4 separate regions of the Mus musculus genome follow, and regions 1, 3 and 4 are each linked to region 2. The links are chromatin contacts, called in public HiChIP or PLAC-seq maps. All regions are on one chromosome and are shown on one strand. The core of a region is the stretch at or near the end of the contact, and the rest is flanking DNA. Distances in the headings are between cores, read along the strand shown. Region 1 overlaps Pag1 (phosphoprotein associated with glycosphingolipid microdomains 1). Region 2 overlaps Gm33273 (a long non-coding RNA gene). Region 3 overlaps Pag1 (phosphoprotein associated with glycosphingolipid microdomains 1). Region 4 overlaps Pag1 (phosphoprotein associated with glycosphingolipid microdomains 1).

Region 1 (3,048 bases), core at 248-2,747, 130 kb after region 2:
ATTGTAATATGGTAATTTACAGATTTATCTGTCACAAACTAGAAAGACTTTGAGGAAAAAAAAGTCAATTGCTTTATATTTGATCCAATGATAACATGGCTGTTACTTCAGGGGGAAAAGCCTTGTATGTTTTGAGTACCGCCAGCACTTTCACTGGTTTAGAAGTTAAAACTACGGCCTCTTTGAAGAGGAATGTGGAGCTCAGGGTCTGATCCGCAGGCCAGCGTTTTCTACAGCAAGCTGGCAGGCGTCTTTCACAGCCTGTCCACATGCCTTCCCTGCCCCCCAGACATTCTTTCTTTCTTTTTGGTTACAGGCCAAGAAGGAAGAGAGAACCCCAGCATACTGACACGTGAACGAAACCCTCTTCTGGACAACCGTTTCTCCAAGGTAATTGTGGCCGTCATAGGAAGAAGGGAGGGAACACATGCCTTGCAGTTTCAGACGACAGTGGGAGCATGGAGAGTTGATGGTCTGTCTGCTGCAGACTAGGGCTGAGTGAAAGGGGGAGAGAGAAGAAAGGGAGGCTGGTGCTTCCGTCTGCAGCCTCACTAAAAGTATCAGCAGAAGAAGACCATCCCGCCCTGGGAGGTCATGGGACTGGGCAGCAAGTGTGTGGGAAAAGAGGGAGCGGGGAGAGTCCTAGTGTTTAGACTGAAAATTGCATTCATTCCTTTATGATGAAATAGTGGAGGGATTCTAACTAGAGGTCAAATAAAGTATCCATTCTGTATGTGTCATGCAGGTGATCCTGGACCAATGCTTTGTACCAACTAAGACTTAACAAATAAGAAAAGAATTTAAGAAATCTCTGCGTGGGGGGGGGGGTCCCTGAAAATGCACACCAAGTTAGCCTTTCAGTGGTTCATACAAAATGCTTTATAAATGTCTCATTTTAGAAGATAATGTCCTTAATACCACTTCTAAAGAGGAGCTGAGGGGGAGACACAGGCAGACCTCAGATCCTAGTGGAGTGGGCCACCCTCACCTTGCACATCCACAGGAATAGCTCCAGGCTCTCCCTTTGTGAATCATATTCTTAGTAGGCACCAAGGCTTACAGGCAGCAGTAGAGCCCATTGTCAGCTTCAGCACTCGTGACTCGCCTCCTAGGCCCTGAACACAAACTGCTCTATCATTTCTATGAAATTCCTCTTTTGCTGTTTAGTTTTTAGCATAGGGCTATTTTCACTAGGCTGAGATTTTTATCTGATAAAGCGCTTCCTTTTTCCTTACAAAGTGTCTGTGTACTCACATCCGCAGGGATGAAACAATACACAACTAGATTTGAAATCTTCTTGTCTGCTTTCTCTGATTAGAAGATCATATATGGCTGGCATTATTCCACCCTTGGTGTTGTGGAAAGCAGTTTCAGATGGAAGGGGAGAGCCAGCTTCTGGCCTCCCCCTCCCTGGCAGTTCTCAGAAGGGTTGGGGGAAGTGTAGGCTGTAAGTTGGAAGAGAATTTTGTGATACTATTCATTCTCGGCTCTGACAGAGAGGACATTGTTTGCTCACTGTAATAGTCTTGGCAGGGATCTCTGCTGTGCATACAGAATGCGAGCAGAGCAGTGGGAACCGCTGAATTCTAAGAAACACATCAGCTTGGGGATTTTTTTTAAATACATTTTAATAGCTTCTCATTACCAAGATGCAAGTTATAATTTAGGAAAACATTTTCCTTGGTTCCTTTCTTCACACTGCATTATGCATGTATTACATAAAAGGTCCTTATGAGAGTAGGGTGCCCATCTAAGCTGTGGCATCAAGCATTTCAATCCTAGAAATTCAGAAAGACATCCTGCGCGCTGCAGACAGCCTCGAGGCTTGCTCCTTGTACATCAGCACTCCTATCAGTGCCAGCAGTGTTAGCTTGGAGCTCCTGGGAACAATTATGTGCAGACAGTAATCAGTGTATGGCAGGGACACGGTGAGAGTACCACCCGCGGTGTGACACACAGAGAACGTGCATAACTTTTAAAGACCCCAACTTCAGAAGGAGTTTCTGCAATCTGGATTGTGTGAAAGGAGGACAGGAGCTAGAGCTCAGCGGCAGCAATGTGCCTGGTGTGCTGAGAGTCTGCATTGCATCCTGACTATTACAAACCACGGTAATAATGATGGTGATGGGTGAGCATAGGCAGGACATAGAGGAGTACATTGATATGACAGTGTTTGGGACTGAATAACAGATACCAATAAAAATAACTAAGCTCTTCAACCTTCTCCACCTCCTTTTTTTATTCCAATGGATGCATTTTAGATAACCTGTTTTTAATATAAAATTTTTATATAAATATACAGGATTGCTGAGGGTGTGGGGTAGAATATGGCATTGTATGGAGGCATACGAGAGACGCAGGGCCAGCCACTCCTGCCTGTGTCTGGCGGTCTGTGGAGGTGTTGCTTGTGTGGCAAGGATACCTTCAGAGGACCTGCTGGCCTATCATTGTTTCTCTTGAGGCTCCTAGAACCACTGAGACTCCAGGCCTGAGCAGTGTCACTGTCCTTGGCTCCTGGCTTTTCACACCTGTGAGCACAGCTCATCATAAAAGGGACAGGGATAGGAAGGAGCTCACAGGCAGCTAGATCCTTTTAGCTGCAGCTGACCTGAAGGGAAGAGAAGAAGGGTGTTGTGTGAACATTGGGGCAAGGCATCCTTACCCACTGTGAAGAGAAATGGTTATGACAGAAACCACCCCAAAGGCTGCATGGTGTTTTCTTGTTTGACAGATAATTTATGGCTCCTGGGAAGGGCGGGATAATCTGCATAGCTACCCTGGTGTGATGGTGAGGATGCCCATTTAACTGGGGATTCAGCAGTTCAGAGTCCATAAGGACCTGAGAGGCAAGAGCAGAGTCAGCGCTGGCGTCCAGCAGCTGTGGGATCTGGCTTAGTGTGTGTGTAACTGACCATCATCGGGGCCCCTGGACCGGACCAGAGCCCGCTGAGCGGGATCTGTGAACAACCTGTAAACAGTCACCTCCACGGAGGCGTACACCGTATGGTCCATCATCGTGTTTGGAAGCATGGCCTTTGTCTGATTGTG
Region 2 (3,024 bases), core at 347-2,846:
GATGGTAACTCAATTGCCCCACCCCCACCCCAGAAATGATGGTAACTCAATTGCCACCCCCACAGAAATGATGGTAACTCAATCGCCTCCCCCCCCCCCGAAATGATGGTAACTCAATTGCCCCCCTACAGAAATGATGGTAACTCAATTGCCCCCCCACCACAGAAATGATGGTAACTCAATCGCCCGCCCCCCCCCCCCCGCCCCCGAAATGATGGTAACTCAATCCCCCACCCCCCACCCCCAGAAATGATGGTAACTCAATTGCTGGGCATAGCAACTAAAATCCTAATCTTGTAAACCTTATTAAATCTGATTCCTCTTGTGGTGAACCCGCCATTGAAACCAGAAGACACTAGTAATTACAACTTGTCCTACACTGTCCCTGTCCAAAATGGGCCTCTCTCCTGCTTCCTCTCTTCCTCTGTTCAACCGGGAATTCCCTCCTACTCGCCCAGTGATTGGCTCCTTTATTCATTAGGGGATTGGTTCACAAGAACTCACCCGAGTATGTGACTTACTCCTCGTCCGCAACCCCTTCCAGTAAAGCGGAATTAGCACCAAAGTACAAGTACAAACAGCACCAGGCCCATCCACAACACGTATTTCTTAAACTATTCCTACCAAACGCTAGGCAGGGACTTTGATTGTTCTATTAAATTTCATTTGAACTTTCCCAACTCTTCTTAGGAAACCCTGGTGTCTACTGTGTCAAAATGACGCAAAGTGCATTGTAATGTGCTCAAGGCATGAGAATGTCCCAGATGGGACTGGAAGTGGCCACATGGGCATCTAGACACCATTTAAGGAATAATAAGAGCCCAGGGGCATGATGAAGGAAGAATAACACAAACAGCGAAGCCATGGCTGCAGAAAGCTCACTGTAGTTAGGCCATCGAAAGTAATCCCAGGGCTTATTAACCCTTCTTAGTGAGATGAGTTTATTACAGCACCTTTTCTAAATGTATTTGTTATAATGTTAAGGGCTGAACTGATTGCGACATGATTATTATATTTTCTTAACTTATGTGAAAGGCTGGGCATGGTGGTATGTATCTGTAATCCTAACTACTGGGGAGGCTGAAGCAGTAGAATCATATGTTCGAAACCAGCCAAGACTGTAGGCAATACTGGGACATCCTTCCTCAAAATAGACCAGCGAATAAGCAAACCCATTGGCTGATAGAAGCCAATTAAATTTTGAGACCATGTAAAAAGAATTAAAGTTCTTTAGTCTCATGAAACATCTAAATGTGTATCTTTACTTTTCTCAAGGCAGCAACCGTTGAAGGAAAAAAAATTTTTAAATGGGCTTCAAAGAATGTAAGGGCTGGAGAATGCGGAGGAACGCTGAGAAACACTGTCTATTGATGAACTCTCAACCACCGTGCTGACCTGCACAAGATGAAGCCAAGCCAAACCCCAGTGCGTAAAGGGAAGCCATTGCCAACTGGTGATTGTTGGAAGAAGGAGAACTGATTTTCTTTAGGGAGGCAGACCCTGGGAAGCTACCTGAGCCATTTGTGGAGGAATCACCCTGTGCACGTATTCGCAGCACTAAGTTGACTCAGTGAGTATAAAAAGAAAAGCGCGTGGGGCGGAGAGGGGAAAGTGGTGCCTTGGGAGTCGGGCGGAGAGGAAGTAGAGCAGAAGGAACTCAGGGTAGATTCGATTCAAACTCACTTTAGGACACTTTATGCTTTTCAGAAAGGTCATTGAGGAAGACAAGAGAGCTGTTTAAAATATTGATTGGAAAACAACTATGAGTATGGAAAGTTGCACTTCTAAATCTAAACACACTTTCAAACTTTCCAATGCCTTGAAAAGAGCTAGATTGGCGATCCTAAAATGAAAAATTATCTTAATGAGTTACAAATTTAGAAAGAGATTCTCCAGTTGTGTCTAATTTAACTTGATAGTTAAGTGTTCCAAAAATATATCTTTAAATTCCTGCTGCAAAAATGTACATAGTGATGCTTAAATTAAAATGACTTTTAGAGTTAGGCACATGCTACGTGTCTTCTTGGTCACCTTTCTCTTTCCTTTCTGTGTATAACCAATGGTTGGATGAGTATTGATAATTTTTTAACCATATTTCTTATTTAATTTAGTTGTTTATATTAAAGGATAATTTAATTAACTCTTTGAAATGTCTTACTCTTTTATGAGTTATATTCTTTTGAATTTTATTTCATTTACATTAAGGTTTAGTAATAGCTGATTGACAAGGTTTAGATGCTACTCTGGTAATGGCAGAAATAAAATACATTATTTCAAATATTCAAATGTCCCCCTTCTTGGGTTTTATTTCTAATTTAACAACACCAAAAGTTCATCATCTCCAACCTTTAAAAACATGAAAATTTGAGACAAATGATTAGAGAAAAGATTTGACTGTGTATTTAACAACATACAACTGATGCCGCCACTAAGACTGGGGATTAGTGAGGACAGGGTTTGGTCCAGGAGACAGTGATGGGGGATTTGAGACCAGTTACTGTTGTGGATGGCCCTGGGGCTAATTATATTTGATGTTAATTCTGTTCTCCAGTGAGTAGCCTCTAACAAGCAAAGAGTCAACACTCAGGTGATTTCCAGTAAACCTGCTTCCCACCTTAATTTGTAAAATAAAGGAGAGCTGATGATTGGGCAGATAAAAGGGAAGGTGGTGGTGGAGAAAATGGAAGAGGGAGAGGACGCAGAGGAGGAGGAAGAAGAAAAGCAGAGCAGAAGCACATGGCCTGGAGAAACCGCAAGTTCTAAGGGGTCTCATAAGCTGTAGAAGATGGTAGTGTAACGGTAGATCTGCCCAATCTAGGCTCACAGCATGTATTCATACTAATTGTGTTGTGTTTTCCTTGCCGGGGTGTATTTGGGAGGAGATTTACCGCAACAGGTTACTGTAAAACAAGATTCTTACTCAACTTCTCTATCACAAGCAATCTGGTAGGGCAAAGGGAAGCCATCTTTCTGAGGGTGGATGCTGTGTGTCACAGGTCTTTGGCTGCATCCAATTTCATAATT
Region 3 (3,196 bases), core at 282-2,781, 160 kb after region 2:
TTGCTATTGCCTGCTGGGCACTGGAGTTTATGTTGTTCAATCTGTGAGCCCTGTCTCATTAATAAGGGCTTCACTTCGTAGACACACATGTTTTCTAATCTAAACACAAAAGGAGGAGGAAGTATAGACTTCAGAGATTGTCACGAGCAGAGAGATAGCCCTTCACCTCGGTAGAATTCTCTGCCACTTCATCTCTCTGTCATATTGATCCATTTTATAAAACACCCAAGATAGTTTTAAGACAAAAATTAACTAAGTTTTCAAATTTTGAATTACTAAGAAAGGAAAGTTTATGAAAATGTTTAATAATGCTGACAGTCTGCAAAACTAAGGTCATCTCACTACATGACTTGATGGATGAGGGATGCAAAGTTGGCTCTTTAGTGAGCGAGTGTGTAAGTGCGTGACTGAGTGAGTATGTGACTAAGTATGTGAGTGCATAACTGAGTGTGTGAGTGTGTGAAGAAGTGTGAGTGTATATGTAAGTGTGTGGGTATGTGAAGAACTGTGTGAGTATGTGTGAGTGAGTCTGAGTGTGTGTGAATGAGTGTGTGAGTGAGTGAGCTAGTGAATGCATTAGTGCATGAGTGAGTACATGAGTGAGAGGGTGTAAGTGCATGCATGAAGAGTATCTGCGGGTGTGAGTGGCTCAGGACGCTTGGCTTGCATCCAGTTCTCACATCCACCTGTAGCCCCCTTGAGCCCTGTCACACACTGTTCTGTGAGTGATGTGGTGACTGTCACTGTCTCCTTACAATCTGCTATAAAATGAAGGAAGTGAGGCAGAAAGACAACTCGGTGGGTACAGCACTTGCTGTACGAACATGAAAACCTGAGTTCAGATCCCAGCACCCACATGAAAAAGCCATGCATGGGCATAGATACCTGTAAGCCCAGCACTACAAAGAGAAGAGGCAGGGGATTGCTGAGTTTTGCTGGCCTCCAGCCTTGCTCTAGGTTCAAAGGCAGACTCTGCCTTAAGGGAGTAAAGCAGAGAGCAGTGGGGCAGAACCTCTGGGCTTCACATAGGCACACACTTGCATACACTGCACACGCAGATGAGTGGAATGTAGGATTAACTGAACTGTTCTGTGACATTTGTACATTCAGGTTCAGAGAATGATTAAGTGTCTCTTGCACAATAATCTTTTGAGGAAATGGACCCTATCCTAACTCCCTACTTTCCAAGCAATTATGCAAGCAGAAACTAAAACTAAACCCAGACATAGGCTCCAGAGTCAACAAGATGGACCACATATGACAGAAGGTGAAACCGCTGCTGACCATTGATGAGGCTGCAGGGTCTCCTGACTCCTGACTTGGGTTTGATCTCCTGGTAGGGGTGCCACACAGTCTGTCTGTGTCCCACACATATGTGGGCATAGAAAAGCATGGTGTTGTGAAAGAGGGAAACATAGAAGCTATTGGCAGTGACCTTAAATGTAGATTCCTTCTGTTCTGATGCAATGTGGACCTGAACTGGGGAAAGCCAGTGTGGGCTGCTGAAGTCCCAGAGATGCAGGCAGTGTCGGGAGTGGCTGGCAATGAGTGAGCAGGATGATGTAAGGGCGGTGTGCGGAAAGGAGAAGCTTTCGGGAAGTAGCAGGCTGCTTACGATTTCCTTTGCTTTATCTCTTGAACAGTGGGAAAACGTTAAAGGCCCTAAGCTGTGGTGTGATCAAACTTCCCATTTAAAGATAGCTGTCTGACTGAGGTTGAGGTCAGCAGTATGAAGGCAGGGACCAATAAATAGGTTCCTTTCATGCTAAGATGATGGTTGGGAGAACAAGGGAATACAGCCCTGGAAATGAAGAGACCAGGGTAAGCTGAAGAGAATGACTTTAAAGTAGTGTACAAAATAGCGACATTGAGGAGCTCGAAGATGGAGTAGATAGGAGAGTAAGCCGAGAGAGGCAGAGCTAGGCTAACCTCGGATTCAATCTAGTATAACTAGCTGAAGGCTGGTGGAGGTCTCAGCCTGGAAGACACCAGGAAGAGCGGCTCAGGTGCAAACTGGATACAGAGCCCCACAAGTAGGTGTCTATACTCAGCACCAAGGCAAAATGATGGGAATTAAGCCATGCTTGTAAACTCACAGAGAAGAAGGTAGTAGAGAGGAGGAGAGAGCAAAGTAAGGGAAAGAGCCAGGGTTGGCTCTGAAGAGCTTCCGTGCTCCCTCACTGGGGGAGGACTCAAACTGCAAAGGGATCCATTCATTATGTGGTTGCTATGAGAGTATTGGCTACTTTTCTTGTTGCTGCTACAAAGTGTCCCACGAAAAGAAACTTGAAGGACACAGTTTGAGAAGATAACATTCTGTCCTGTCCAGTGGCTTGACTGAGGAATATCATTTGCTCGTCTGAGAAATACTGAAGCAGTAGCAACAGGGCTGGGTTAGAGCTGAGCTTAGGTCAGGTCAGATCCCAGTACACTCGCACACCTAACCCCGTGCCTTCACAATGCAGCGCCTGCCTGTGCCTCTTCACCACGACAGACTACTCACTGGCTTCAGAGTGAGCCCCTGCCCTCAAAAGCTCGGTGTGGAGAGGGCTAGCAAGGTTGCTCAGTGGTTAAGACCAATGCTGTACCTGACCCCTGGAACCCACGGGTGGAAATAGGGAACCAATTCCTACAAGTTTACTTCCACATACATGCGAGGTCACAAAATAAGTATTATTTTTTAAAATTACATTAAAGAATCTACATGTGCAGGAATCTGATGATTTCTCATATTCTCTGTTCATTTCAAATGATAAATTGTAAATTGTTATCAGAATAGAAGGCTGTATTAAATCAGCACGGGAAGTTGCAGGAAGTAGTGTACTTACTGGGGATCCATTCTGGGCAAAGGCACTGAATTATGCAAACTTATAAGGTACAACCGTGGCTGATTTTGATAATACTGTTAAATACCACTCATTTTTCTATGTTTGATAGAAAAATAAAACAGCAGAAATCCTGATTAGAGTCTCAGTGGCGCTCAGCCTTCCTAACTGCAACCCTTTAGTACAGTTCCTCATATTATAGTGACCCCCCAACCAGAAAGTTATTTTTATTGCTGCTTCATAACTGTGATTTTGCTACTGATCTGGGAGTATAGGTTTGTCAAAAGGTTTGAAACCAGTGGATTAGAGAGACGTGCGGACAGCCGTACATGTGTGGGTGGTTGGAAGCTGTGTTATCCATGTGAATGAAC
Region 4 (3,154 bases), core at 253-2,752, 180 kb after region 2:
TAATGACTCACTCTCCCGCTAGGTGTCACCCTCTTCTCGCCACAGATAGAAATGTGGTCTTTACAACCAATGGCTTTCTTTAGCCTGTTCTGTGTAAAACACATTCTGTTTTTACTAGGCAGACTTTTCCGTAGACTGGAAGTACCTATGACTCATCCTGAGAGAATGTCACCTCCCTGATGTGCCAAAGTAGTATCTCCCATATTTTCTCTCATCCCTTACGGCACGTGACTTCACAGACTCTTAAGGGAGAAGATGAGGTCATTGTTAGGATTTGCTAAAGAATAAAGGCAGTGTCTGTCATCTGAGTGTTCCAGGCACAGACAGATCCTGCTTGCAGCCCGCTGTCTCCCGTAGTGAACTTGACCCTCTGGGAAGGGGTGTGCCAGAAGCGGGCTCAGCCTTTGCTGTAGGTCAGGACTTTTTCTGATCTAGTTTTATTAACCTGGTTAATAAAACCAGAGAGGCGGAGCTGATAAATGTTAGGCTAGGGAAGTATGGTGTCCACTTCACTTTAAGGGACACATTTGACATCAGAATGGTATTTTCTTCTCCCTTTCAGAGAGAAGAAGCCACGGCAGCATAGCGGGGACCATGAGAACCTGATGAATGTGGTAAGCCTCGGTGTGGCTGTCTGTCTGTCCGAGTACACCTCTCCAGGCATGGCGCTACTGGCTTTCGACACAACTGAAGCTGGCATGGGGACGTAAATGGATATTAGCTGTGGCTTTCTGTATACTGTATGTACGGCTGGGAGCCTGGCTTGACCAGTGTTCAGGGTAGCTTCTGCAGAGATGTCTTCATGCCCCTCCTGGTCTGGGAGGGCTGTCACAAGGAACAACTAGACAATTCATCTAAGATTTCTTGTCTCTCTGCTCTGGAGAGCAGAGTCCAGCATTCAGTGTTGTCACACGAGCCCCTTCCAGAGCTAGATCTGTTCCCAAACTCAGCTCCTTAGTGCACACCCACCTAGTCCTTGCTGTCACCTTCCCTCTCTGAATGTATGTCTTGAAGCCAAGATAGCAACTGTACCTCTCTGACTTCAGTCCTAACTAGTGCCATCTGAAATAGCCCTGCTTTCAGATGAGGTTAGGCTGTGGCACTAGGGACTGAGATTTTGGCATGCATTTGGGTGGCGCTGCAGCCATTCATCGGGGCCTGGAGCCCACAGCATAGCTTGGCCTTGGTGCGTTATCGGATCGTCAGCATTTGATGGGATCCTGAGAGACCCAGCAGTCTCAAGGAGAGAGCTGTCCACCTGGGTGGTGACCTTTTGTTGTGCCCTTAAGTGGCAGCAGCCTCAGCAGCTGTGTCTGCAGGGCTGGGTTGAGCTCCCGCTGGGCCCCAGGGCAGGTCTAGGAGAGAGGGCGCTTCCTGCTCCCAGCCAGGAAGCACATATGCATTTAAACTCTGGGGGGCCTGGGCTGTTTGCACCCAGCAAGCATGTTCAGAGCACATGCGTGAGGTACCAGGCTGCCTGAACCCCCACTTCCCAGTGTGCCTGTAGCCCAAGCAGACAGGAAGCTCCTCCTGGACCCCAGCCAGGGCTCTCTTCCTTTGTCTGAGACCACCCATCACAGCCACCCCGGACCTCAGCATCTCTCCTGCCCTGACTGATGTTCTCCTGCTATTTTCACCTCTTATCTTGTCTCACTCCTTGTTCCCAGTGTCTCTATGCTCCCCAGTGCTTGCACAGGGTAGGGGAGGAATGGGGGGTGGACAGATAGGCCCTGTCTTTCTTCAGAGCCCACCTTCCTCAGTCAGGTGGACAGGAGGTTGTGGCTGAACTCAACTCGAGCCTCACTTCCTCCTAGTGCTCTCAGGAATGGCGAGACCTGGCAGCTCAACCTGAGTACTGTATGAAGCCAGTGTTCAGGGGTGGGACCAAGCTTTGCCGGTCACTCTGATATGGGCATCCACATGAACGCCGGTCATTCTCGATCTTTCATCCCCGTTATTCTGCCTGAGGACAGCAGCCTTTGCGGGCAGGGAGAGTGCCGCCTCTTCATTCTCTTCCCCACATAGGATCTCCTCCACACACCTCCAGGACAGACTGTATCCACAGGATGCCTGCTGACAGTGCCAGTGAGGCCTGCACACAGCTGCCCACTGAGCTCCTGACTTCCCTAGACCACTCCCAGTTTGCTGACTTGTTTCTCATGGGGGCTAAGATGGGAAAGAGCAGTTCAGACAGAGATTATAGAAGCTTGGCAGTGGCGTGCTATGCAGGAAGCCTTCCCTTGGTCCCCCTCTCTGTCCCCTAAGGACACTGTTTCTCCAATATGAGCATCTCAGGGTCCTGGCAAAGCACAAACACTTCAAGTCACTTTATAGCAGCAGATGCGAGCAGTATTGGCCCAAAGAGCAGACTTCCCGGACACTGGCGCACTGCTGCACTTCAAGGGCTACTTATTATCTGTTATTATTTGATTTCCCATCAGAGTCAGTAAGATTGTGAAGCCAGCGACCCAAGACTCCTGTACAGGTTGCATCAGAATTTCCCTGTGATATCCTGAGACCTGGGCTGTGTCTTGGGCAGCAGAAGCCATTAACATGAAGAGGGTAGGGTCCGACATGTTAGACAGAACACATCCAGAAGCAGCTGCTGTCTTCTGCCCTGTGAGGACTCTGCCTGCCATGTTGTTCCAGGCAGTCCACACAGCACCATCAGCCCAGAGGAACAAAATCAGTTCTCCCAAGTGTCTGTGCATCTCTGAAAGTAGGAAAGGTTTGCAAAGCAATTATTCAGTAGATGATCGTTTCAATAAAGCTCGGAAATAGGCTCGGGAATGTATAGCATTAAATGCTGTGTTGACCATGTTTAAATCTCTTCCTGTCGGGACACTTTGCTGTTTGTTTGTCACCACCTGTGTTTTAGGGATGGCATTGATCCCTGCTGGGCTCTGTTCTGACCCACACAATAATCTGTGGTCTCCATTCCCCTTGAGCTAGGAAAACACAGTGTACCCGTAGCCCATCTGTAACCACCTGGTGAGATGCGCTGCCTGCAGTCCTGGGAGACCCCCAGTGCCTGAGAGACCAGAACCATACTTAGGAAATAAGTTCAGCCATTCTCCATTGGAGAAAGTGGTCCCCACTCTCAACACTTGAGTTTATCTAGTTATCCATGGTGTTCAGTCTAACCGTTCTTGTT

Evidence for each region. HiChIP or PLAC-seq counts read pairs in DNA pulled down with a chosen protein or histone mark.
Region 1: an H3K27ac HiChIP or PLAC-seq map of microglia shows a contact between it and region 2, with 4 times the contacts expected there. The contact joins two enhancer-like sites. A contact is called at or near these places in 7 of 484 Hi-C or Micro-C datasets (CD8 T cells, bone marrow-derived macrophages, centroblasts and 4 more), 4 of 115 datasets of contacts at active chromatin or transcription factors (CD8 T cells, bone marrow-derived macrophages, effector CD8 T cells and 1 more) and 1 of 9 other capture datasets (embryonic stem cells).
Region 3: a contact with region 2 is called in an H3K27ac HiChIP or PLAC-seq map of microglia, with 3 times the contacts expected there. The contact joins two enhancer-like sites. A contact is called at or near these places in 2 of 15 datasets of contacts at CTCF or cohesin (CD8 T cells and pro-B cells), 4 of 484 Hi-C or Micro-C datasets (bone marrow-derived macrophages, embryonic stem cells and myocytes), 8 of 115 datasets of contacts at active chromatin or transcription factors (CD8 T cells, acute myeloid leukemia, bone marrow-derived dendritic cells and 4 more) and 1 of 9 other capture datasets (embryonic stem cells).
Region 4: a contact with region 2 is called in an H3K27ac HiChIP or PLAC-seq map of microglia, with 5 times the contacts expected there. The contact joins two enhancer-like sites. A contact is called at or near these places in 4 of 15 datasets of contacts at CTCF or cohesin (CD8 T cells, the NIH/3T3 cell line, large pre-B cells and 1 more), 6 of 484 Hi-C or Micro-C datasets (the HPC-5 cell line, bone marrow-derived macrophages, centroblasts and 2 more), 8 of 115 datasets of contacts at active chromatin or transcription factors (the HPC-7 cell line, bone marrow-derived dendritic cells, bone marrow-derived macrophages and 4 more) and 3 of 9 other capture datasets (adipose tissue, embryonic stem cells and liver).

What each region holds. Positions count from the first base shown.
Region 1 is chr3:9,749,755-9,752,802 of GRCm38.p6, reverse strand. Pag1 (phosphoprotein associated with glycosphingolipid microdomains 1) reads left to right here. Exons shown (of 9, transcript NM_001195031.1): 3 at 317-390. Among named protein-coding and RNA genes, the nearest start is that of Pag1, 82 kb to the left of the region's middle. Within about 2 kb of position 1,497, at least 156 of the 459 cell types and tissues checked have an H3K27ac peak or open chromatin away from gene starts, as enhancers often do. A contact at or near this core is called in microglia, where this site is marked.
Region 2 is chr3:9,879,658-9,882,681 of GRCm38.p6, reverse strand. It overlaps Gm33273 (a long non-coding RNA gene), which reads left to right. Exons shown (of 3, transcript XR_387542.3): 3 at 1,276-2,054. Among named protein-coding and RNA genes, the nearest start is that of Gm33273, 4.1 kb to the left of the region's middle. Within about 2 kb of position 1,596, at least 10 of the 459 cell types and tissues checked have an H3K27ac peak or open chromatin away from gene starts, as enhancers often do. A contact at or near this core is called in microglia, where this site is marked.
Region 3 is chr3:9,723,751-9,726,946 of GRCm38.p6, reverse strand. All of the region lies in intron 3 of Pag1 (phosphoprotein associated with glycosphingolipid microdomains 1), which reads left to right. Among named protein-coding and RNA genes, the nearest start is that of Gm33169, 62 kb to the right of the region's middle. Within about 2 kb of position 1,531, at least 48 of the 459 cell types and tissues checked have an H3K27ac peak or open chromatin away from gene starts, as enhancers often do. A contact at or near this core is called in microglia, where this site is marked.
Region 4 is chr3:9,702,164-9,705,317 of GRCm38.p6, reverse strand. Pag1 (phosphoprotein associated with glycosphingolipid microdomains 1) reads left to right here. Exons shown (of 9, transcript NM_001195031.1): 5 at 563-614. Among named protein-coding and RNA genes, the nearest start is that of Gm33169, 41 kb to the right of the region's middle. Within about 2 kb of position 1,502, at least 22 of the 459 cell types and tissues checked have an H3K27ac peak or open chromatin away from gene starts, as enhancers often do. A contact at or near this core is called in microglia, where this site is marked.